2 separate regions of the Rattus norvegicus genome follow, and region 2 is linked to region 1. The links are chromatin contacts, called in public Hi-C maps. All regions are on one chromosome and are shown on one strand. The core of a region is the stretch at or near the end of the contact, and the rest is flanking DNA. Distances in the headings are between cores, read along the strand shown. Region 1 has its middle 1.1 Mb from the start of Flrt2. Region 2 holds the start of Flrt2 (fibronectin leucine rich transmembrane protein 2).

The links. Hi-C and Micro-C count contacts between places; a contact is called where the count stands out from the background.
Region 2: a contact with region 1 is called in a Hi-C map of the A7r5 cell line, with 2.9 times the contacts expected there. The contact joins the promoter of Flrt2 here to the enhancer-like site in region 1. A contact is called at or near these places in 3 of 12 Hi-C or Micro-C datasets (the A7r5 cell line, kidney and psoas muscle).

Annotation. Positions count from the first base shown.
Region 1 is chr6:119,386,919-119,391,672 of GRCr8, reverse strand. No RefSeq gene overlaps it. Among named protein-coding and RNA genes, the nearest start is that of Flrt2, 1.1 Mb to the left of the region's middle. Within about 2 kb of position 2,197, at least 5 of the 93 cell types and tissues checked have an H3K27ac peak or open chromatin away from gene starts, as enhancers often do. A contact at or near this core is called in the A7r5 cell line, where this site is marked.
Region 2 is chr6:120,507,265-120,511,573 of GRCr8, reverse strand. It overlaps Flrt2 (fibronectin leucine rich transmembrane protein 2), which reads right to left and starts at 2,251. Exons shown (of 2, transcript NM_001106750.1): 1 at 1,880-2,251. It overlaps LOC108351288 (a long non-coding RNA gene), which reads left to right and starts at 3,603. Exons shown (of 3, transcript XR_001838530.3): 1 at 3,603-3,737.

The sequences.
Region 1 (4,754 bases), core at 948-3,447:
ACAAATAAATGACATAATACAAGGTAATTGACTGTTTACTGTCATTACTTTTAACTGTGGAATGTAAATGTCTATATTTATAATAATGTATGAGTTACCATATAAATTTTGTTATACTGTGCAATGAAGATTTATTTCTAAATTTCTGACACATATATGGTATGCATGTATGTGTGTGGTTGTGTGTGGTACACACATACTTTTAAGTAAGCACATGTATTTGTGGAAGCCAGAGGAGGGCATTGAATATCATCCTCAATTACTCTCCCCATTATTCCTTTGAGATGCATTCTCTCATGGGCTTGCAGTGGGTCTGATGATCAGCAAACCTCATGAAATTATCAGTATCCATTTTCTCATAGCACCTGGGTTACAGCCACATCGAGCCATGCCTGGAATTTGTATACATGTGCTGGGATCATGTACTGTTAGTACAGGATGCACTCTTACACAATGGACTATGTCATCAGTCCCTTAATATCACCCCCAGATAGCCCACTGGCTTTCATCCTTTATGTATAATTGAATGTTTTTCTTGATAGGGTGCTTACATGGTTGAATTTAAAAATGATTATGAAAATATATTTAAATTCCACACCTCTGCTAATTTTTATGGTTAAAAACAATAAGAGAATAATGTGATATTTTCCACAGGTAATCACAAAGGCAAAAAGAGAATCAAATGAATAAAGCATTCCTGAGAGCTGGGCAATAAAAACACTGTCTGTGCCTTTGGTAGTGAAATCCTGCCTAGGCCTTTTCCTGTAGCAGTCCTTGAGAAGCCTGAGAAGCAGAGGTCAAGAGAAGTTGTCTTGCATCTGGTATGTTTCCAAGCCAACTACCCTGCTGCTGCCTCCTAGCACCCACCTACACCAGCAGGGACTTCCTCTAACAACTGGCAAGGAATGAGCCAAGTGTGTCTGCTACAGGACTTGTATTATGGGATATCTGAGCACTTACTTCAGGTGGCTCCTGAAGAATTTCCTTGCTCCTTAAAATTGCTTCTGCAAGACAATGAGGATAAATATTACTCCAGTTGGCAGAACATCAGGCGGAATGCCCCATTGTTCATTACTCTGCCTGAAGACCTAAACTGAGAAGATAGGTTCCTGACTTTAAGAATAGCTCATGATTTCCCTAGAAACTTAGGACAATGAAGAAAATGTTAGATGTTTAAGCATTAATGATCTCAAGTTAATGTTTTTTTTAAATTGTGTATACTTGCATATTTGTGTGTGTGTGTGTGTGTGTGTGTGTGTGTGTGTGTGTGTGTATTGATGTGGCTGTGTTCCCATGTGCATGACACGCTAACGCAGAATTTGGCATCAAATATACACCTTCACTGACTTTATCTTACTTTAAAAGACAGTGTCTCTATCTTAACCTGGAGCATATCGATTTGGCTAAGATATGGCATCCATGAGTTCTACAATACACTGCTGCAGTTACAGATGTGTGCCTGGGTGCTCAGCTTGGGACATGCATACATGACCAATATGTTACCTACTGAGACATCTCGTCAGCTCCTAATTTCTATGCTATACACACACATACAAGGCAGAGCAGTTCATGATGTACAGCTATTTCCAAACACTTGTAAAAACTATTGACGTTGGATGAAATTGAGCTAATATTTTCCATCTACTTAGCCTGTGTCCCCAAAGCCATATGAACAAACTATTTGCAAGTAGCGATCCGGGAATTCATGCATGAACTAAAAGACACAGATTTCCCATTAGCTATACTTGAATTGGTATGTGCCCCAGCCAAAGATTGGTGGGAAAGTATCACCAAGCTAATGTTCAACAAAATACTGGAAGGGAAAGGGAGATTATCACTTATGCTTATGGCTGTGTTTTTCCCATTGCTAATTCTAGTTGTATTGTTTGTAGAGTTATCAGAATAGTTAATGCATCCTACAGGACGCCAGCAAGGATCAAGAACTGAGTTTCCTAAGTGTGATCATCCTAGCATAGGCGTTCTTGCCCTGTGCCCATATGCCAGAAGCAATTCACTTTACATATTGACATCTTCTCATATTGTCTTACTCAGTTTTCTGAAACTATAAAAAGTATTACTAAATCGACTAACTTATCAGGAAGAAAGTTTCATTTTTGAATCCCAGCTTTGGAGCCCGTCTTCAGTCAGCTCTCTAATTTTAGGCATGTGTGATGTACTACTCATATCTAAGGAATGTGAAGGAGTGTTTCAACTCAGAGCAGCTGGTCAACAGTGAAAAACAGGAAGAAGTCAGTGTCCCAGGACCACCTTCATAGACACATCCATAATGACCATTAAGCCTCCTACTTAGCTCCACTTTTTATAAGTGTCAGCACCTTGTGACAGTGCCAAAGAATGGAAACCAGGCCTGTGACCTGTGAACTATTGGGAGACATGCTCCTATCGCATCACTTCAGGATTAGTTGTTGTGTCAGATAGAAGGTAATGCTATGTATGAGTCACCCATTGAGTTTGAATATATGCGCTCAATACTTGCTTAGAAGGAATGCATGTGTCAGAACTCATGAGCCTGAAATGAGAATGTACACACCAACACACACGTGGATTATCATGCAGAATATTTGAGGTCTGGGTTCACAGTTGTGGAATTTGCCTTCTTAAAGGTTAAGGAACTTAGTATTTCTACTAAATAATTCCAAGAAATAATTGTGAAATTGCATTTATTACAGAAATTTACAGCAGAACAAAACCTGACAGATTTCAATGCTAACTGAGGAGGCTGATTCTAAATTCTAAAATGAGGTAAACTTGCATGTGGTTTTTAGAACCTCAACGGAAAGTAATAGTTTTTAATGAGTGGTTTCGTCCATCTTTCATTTAAATACTCCGAGGATTATACCAGGACAGCATTAAGCTGAATTCCTGTAAAAGTTCATTTTGTCAGGTTTTCACTCTTTCTACTCTGAAGTAAGAAAGTCCCCCCATTTTTAGTATGATCAGCACCCCACACACGGACACATAACATTAGGACCTTGACGAGCTTTGACTGTAGTGGGCTCCATTGAATTCATGCGTTGTACACCTGCTCCTGAAAAGAGCACAGAGGAGAATGGTATTATTTTGAGAGGTAAGAACTTGGGCAAATGTTTTAACTTATTGAGGGTCTGGACAGCAGGATACTCATGAATCATACTCTGATGAGACCCTCTGATTTCATTGATGTTTACTTATTTTGTTATCATAAAACCTTTGTATGTGTAGTATAGAGTTATGCCATGATGGGAGCCTGGCCTCTCAATATGTCTTTGGTTTCGTGTCCACTGAAGTGTTTCCAGCCTCTTGCATGGTTTCTTCTCATCCCTCAGCACAGGGCAATATGACATGGAGAGAACCAAGCAATTCTGAATCTCACCAGATCTGGGAACATTCTGTGTAGGAATTCAGCCTCATAAAATATAATTCAAATAAACTTATGCTCTTTAATAAGCTATCTAGTTACTGACATCTTAGTACTTTTGTTGGAGTTAGATTAATTCGACCCCCAAGAAAGCATCTTGTCCCTCGCCTAAAATTTTTATATTGCTGGTCACAACGCCATGTTTCTCATACATGTTGCAAGCGTCTTCCATGGTTGCATTTTTACATTTCCTGAATTCTTTTCCTGGACTCTATCGAACACGCTATCTTTTTCTTCCTACTAGTGTTGGCTTTTGAATAGCATTTATGCTAACTGATGTTTGAGCGTGCTCACATTTCTTTTAATCTAGTACTTTTATCAGTGATCACAATTTAGAGTCTTCTGTTGACAAGCAACCTGTGATAAAAGAGACACCTTTACACAGCTCAATTTTAAGCCTCATTGTGTTAGTGTTGAATTAATTTAAATATGATCTAAAAAATAACCATAAAATACACTTCAAAATGGCCTCCCAATCAAGTCTTTTATAAGCTTGATACTTTAACTTTTCCAAGAAAACCAAAAGAGGTATATACTTTGCTCTGTATGATACAGTTTATTTTTACTTTTGTAAATCTGAATTTTAGTTGAAGGTAAATATACAAATGCTGCTTATAGTCTGAATTTAAAAGTCTGTAATTGAATACAGCAAGGTTTTAATATTTTTCACTGAAAATGTTTACCTATGTATGCCTGCCTTTTGTTATCAGATGTATATCTCATAGTGCACTATTCATCACAGAAAGAAAGACTACAATACTATACAGAAAACACTATAGTTTGTTCACATTTTTTTTTCTTTTTCTTTTTTTCGGAGCTGGGGACCGAACCCAGAGCCTTGCGTTTGCTAGGCAAGCGCTCTACCACTGAGCTAAATCCCCAACCCCTTGTTCACATTTTTAATAAAATAGAAAGTTTAATTTGGCTTATGCTTTCAGAGAGCTAGAGTCCAAAATGGCAAAATGAAGGAACAACTAGACCTTACATTTTGATACACAATCACAGGGCAAAGGCAGAACACTGGGCATCACACACATTTTGCACCCTCAAAGCCTGTGATACACTTCCTTCATCAAGGCCTCTTATCCTGGATCTTCTCAAACATTTTTACAAACTGATCACCAAGTATCCGAATTCATGAACATATGGGACAATTCTCATTCAGACCACCACATTGCACTACATAGTGTTGGCAATCAGGCAAACCCATGGACAGACAGAAGCGACATCACAACAATCAGACATGTTTTTAGCCAGTTCTTGAGGGACTCAGCAACAAGACACATCATTTCTAGTGGCGCAAGAGGCGACAGAGTCACTCCTGTGTCTGTTCCTT
Region 2 (4,309 bases), core at 1,002-3,501, 1.1 Mb before region 1:
TTAAGATGTCCAATCGATACAGCTTTCTCACTTGGGATTCTCTTTGCAAAGGTTAAAGGGTAATCTAAGAAATCGGCAACATGATTCTTTATTGGATCCCCACCCCACCCCCCGTTTTGGCAAAGGAATAGTGGCCTGGTTTGCTCCTCCATTCATTGCTGTCCCTGTGTCTCCAGCAAGTTGTGGTCCTGTTTTAACTAGTCTGGAGACCAGCGGAATACTAACAGAAAAGCGAAAACAAGCCGTCACAGAGCTTTAGTCTTCATGGAGGCACACAGTGGGTATGGGCCCCCGGAAAAGCGATTTGCAACTTGAAAGCGGGCCTGGATCAACTCCCAAGGGATCTTCTCAGCTCGCCCGGCTGAGGACTTTGGCAGGGGCGTTGGCTGTAACGCGCTGGAGGTGATTTCCGGACGAACCCCCGGCGCGACCGCACTCCTTGTCCTCAGTTCAAAGTCTGAGTCACTTGGCAGCACTTCCCCAATTGTTTTTATTTCCTTGCAGGGCTGGCTGTTGTGTCTGCTACCTTCATGTATCTGAGCTCTTAAACCCTGGTGAGGCTACTTGGAGAAATGCCCGATGTCTCCCAAGCCACACAGGGATCCACCCAAACCCGCCGCGACTCCTGCATTCACTCACATTGGCACACACCGCTGGGGTTCAAGAGAGCTTGCCACCCTCCCCGTGCTTTATATATACAAAGGAGGCTAGAAAACACATAGGCACATCCTTGTCTGTCTTCTCTCCAAACTCAAAGTGTAACTGACAAATAGCCCGGAGAGAAAGAGACTCCAACGTAGACTCTAATCTGAGAACAGATAGTGAGAGTCATCTTGGGAGCGTCTGAAGTAAGTGCCAAGATAAGAGTGGCGGTGGCGGTAGCCTTCAGGAGCTACTGCCCCGACTCTCTCACGCAGCCTGGCAGGCCACATGATTTATCCAAATAGCAAGTGTGGGACCAGCCCTTCCAAGACAGACTTAGCTAGCTGGGCTTCTTGATCCTGGAGATGAAAAAAAAAAAAAAAAAAAAGTGACCGCAGCAGCTCTGAAAACTCCGGGAAGAGCCCTGGACTGTTTAGCTCAGAGGGAGACTCTTTCCAGGAGGCCCAGAGTCTGCTGGAGACTCTAAGGCAGCAGGGTAGGTCCTTTCCCCTTACTACCCTGGGTATCTGCATTCAGCGCCTGAGGCGTAGAAGGACCCATCCTCCTATCCCAGAAACCCGGCGCGGGGAAAGTGGCTTCCCCGGGTCCTGGGGACTTCTTCATCCCTGGCTGGTGAGTCAGGAAAGCACGATTACACCAGCTCAGGAACTGCCAGTCCCAGGGGCAACAGCAGGGCAGGAAAGGTCTTTGGCTTGAAAAAAGCACGCGCGATTGGAAAGAAAACGAACTAGTATCCTTAGCTTAGTGACTAATTGATCCTGGATTTCGGGGCACGGGGCAGGGTAGGGGCTTGAGATACTGAGGCTTGACACATCACTTCTTGCATTCAGCACAGATGGGTTTGGGAGGTTGCTACTTACCGGACTTAAGAGAAGCATTCTAAGGAAATGAAAGGCTGTTCTAAGCGTAGGGGATTTGGAAAACTCCATTTAGGATCGATGTTTTTGGCAGGTAGCAAATGAGCGATTTTCCCCTCAACTCAGTTCCAAAACTCCCAAGAGGATTTGGAATAGACTTGAATATAAAAGCCCCCCACCCCCAACCCCAAAATCAGGGTAGAGAAAAACATTTTCTTTGCAGCTAAAGAGACCAAACCTAGAACGCCCACCCGGTGACCACCCACCACTTGCTCAAAATGGGGGGCGGGGGATCCAAATAACGTGGTGACTGCTAGGGCAGTCACTAGACACTTCACCTGGCTTTGCCATCCCTTTACCTGGTAGCCTTGTCTCCTTAGCTCATCCGAAGCCGACCGGGTCGGGGAGGTGGAAAGGGAAGAAGCTGGTGCGGCAGCAGAGGGACTCTCCGGGCATGGTATTGTTTTAGGGGTCGCCGCTGAGGTCCCTCCTGCCCATCGTTGAGAACTACCAGCTTGATCCTGAGGCTCGGAGGACTCGGTGACCGGTTCTGCGGTGCTGCCTCCGGGTGCCGGAAATTCGGCGCCAAGGACCAGCTAGGAGCGCACCTGGAAGCAGAGGAGCTCCGCGTGTTTGAGAAGCCCTGCACTCGGTGTTATCTCCCAGCGCACATTCCTTGGTGGTGACAATGGATGACGCCAAACTCACAAGTGATGGCGACTGCTTTCAAATGTACAACTAACTGCCAAGGTACCGGGCAAGACCGAAAGCTTCCTTCACCTCCTACTCCTTTCCCTCCCATCAAGGAGGGAACTAGCTTAACCCTGTGTTCACCCTACACTCCGGAGAGAATCTAGATTGCGCTGAGAAGCCGCAGTCGATGGCTCTCGGGACGGAAAGCTTTGTTCACGTGCAGTTCCAGTGGGCGTGTGGCTGTCTAGGGGCACTTGGGGTGGCAAGATGCCAGTGGCGCGCTTTCCGAGCCAGACTCAGGGATGGGAAGGAACCTAGCGTTTCATCCGGACCAGACCCAGCCCTCACAACCTATTTTCTTTTTTACCTCCACTTACCGGATTTATTGGAGTTGCCAGCAAAGCTGGGTTTTACCCCTTTACTTCTGTGTCCCCCGCCTCTCAGATAATTTCCTTTCCCAGCTGCGCTTTGAAGACTTACAAATCTCTGCTCTAGCTCTAACTCTTAACAGAATTTCGAGTGCAGTGGGAGAGGAATGGAGAAGGGTACCCACCCACTCCTGGCAAATTTAAATGAACTGCAGGGACAGCTGCCTCCCACCTACCCATCAGAAGCCCTTGTCAACTAAATGACATCAGTCAAGTCAGAAAGACCACCTGAAGACCCGGTGGAAAAGAAAAAGGAACGAAGTTGATTCGTGGCTGGGGAGATGAGCATAAAGACAGTGGCTTGTATGGAATAAATAGGAGGAGGAAAAAACAAGAATTAAAAATGCGAAAAATTAAAAACAGGGGGAAAATAAAGGGGGCGGGGCTTAAGACAGCAGGACAGTTTTTAGGGCGATTTAACCAACAGTGTTTCCTCAGCTCCCTTGAAACAGGTTAATTATATAATAAACTCGTGCTTGGGTTTAGTGGACAGCTTTGCCCAGACATTCAGAACTTCCAGAAAGTTAACTGAATAAGCAGAGAACCACCTCATTGACCCCCGAAAAGAAACACAAGCCTAAGAACACAGTTCTGCTCTGCTGCAGCTTTCTCTGTCAAATGAGCCAAGACTGTGATCTGAGCGAAAACCCACAACCGCTTCTCTCGGGCTCTCTTCAGCACTAAAGAAGTTGGAAACGGTTGGAGAGCTCTGAGAGTTACAGGTAGGCATTGCTGACAGGGATTACTTTTAAAGAGAGAGCAAAGCGCCATGAATCGATGCCCTCCTCCGGACCCAACATACCCATCCTGATGGGAATCACAGCCACTTCAAACGCCCATCTGAGCCCAGCAAGTCTGAGAGGCCTCCGGAGCGGCTTCAGACTCCAGCTTGAAGAATTCCGTTGTAAATCCTTCTGATTTGCCAAGGCGGCAGCAGAGTACAGGAATAGATCCGTTAGTTCTTGAATCAGCAAAGATCACACTTTAGGACGAATGCATTCCCACCGTCCTTTAAATAGTAGGCATACGTGTCGGCAGAACGAATCTTCCTCCGCATCCTTCTTCTGGGAGGACAGTTTCTTAAGTTCATCCTCAGGTACATATATCGGTTAACTGACAAGAAGGAACCCTAAAGGGGCTTTACTTTGGGATTTATGTTGGTGGGAACAGAATCAATCCAGAAAGGGAAGAGGGGCGGTTGTTAATAAAGTTTCATTTTCCAGTAATGGTGATTCAAAATTACAATGAAAATAGTACAATGTTCATGCTCTCTTTTCTAAAAAGCCATGGGTATGATCATTATGATCATGATTTTTATAACCTGGAGACGTAGGAAGAGAAGCAACCTGAAAAGTCCTAAGTCTGATGATTAGAGTCAACTTTGGAAATGCATGGGGGTGAGGTCAGACAAGTAGATGCGGTCGGAGGGGTTCCAAAGTCTAGTGATTTTACACATTGGCCATCTGTTATGGCTGCAATGTTTACACGGTATTGAGAAACAATCATGAATACAGTAGGATGTTAGTGATAGTCTTAGAGTGGGAAGAAGAGAAATGGAAAAAAGCTGCTGGACCACTAATAATCTTTAGTTCTTAATGGATGTTTTATTGCAACTGAAATATTGTTACCATCTCAGACTAATGACTTTGCTTCTAACATCTCAAATTC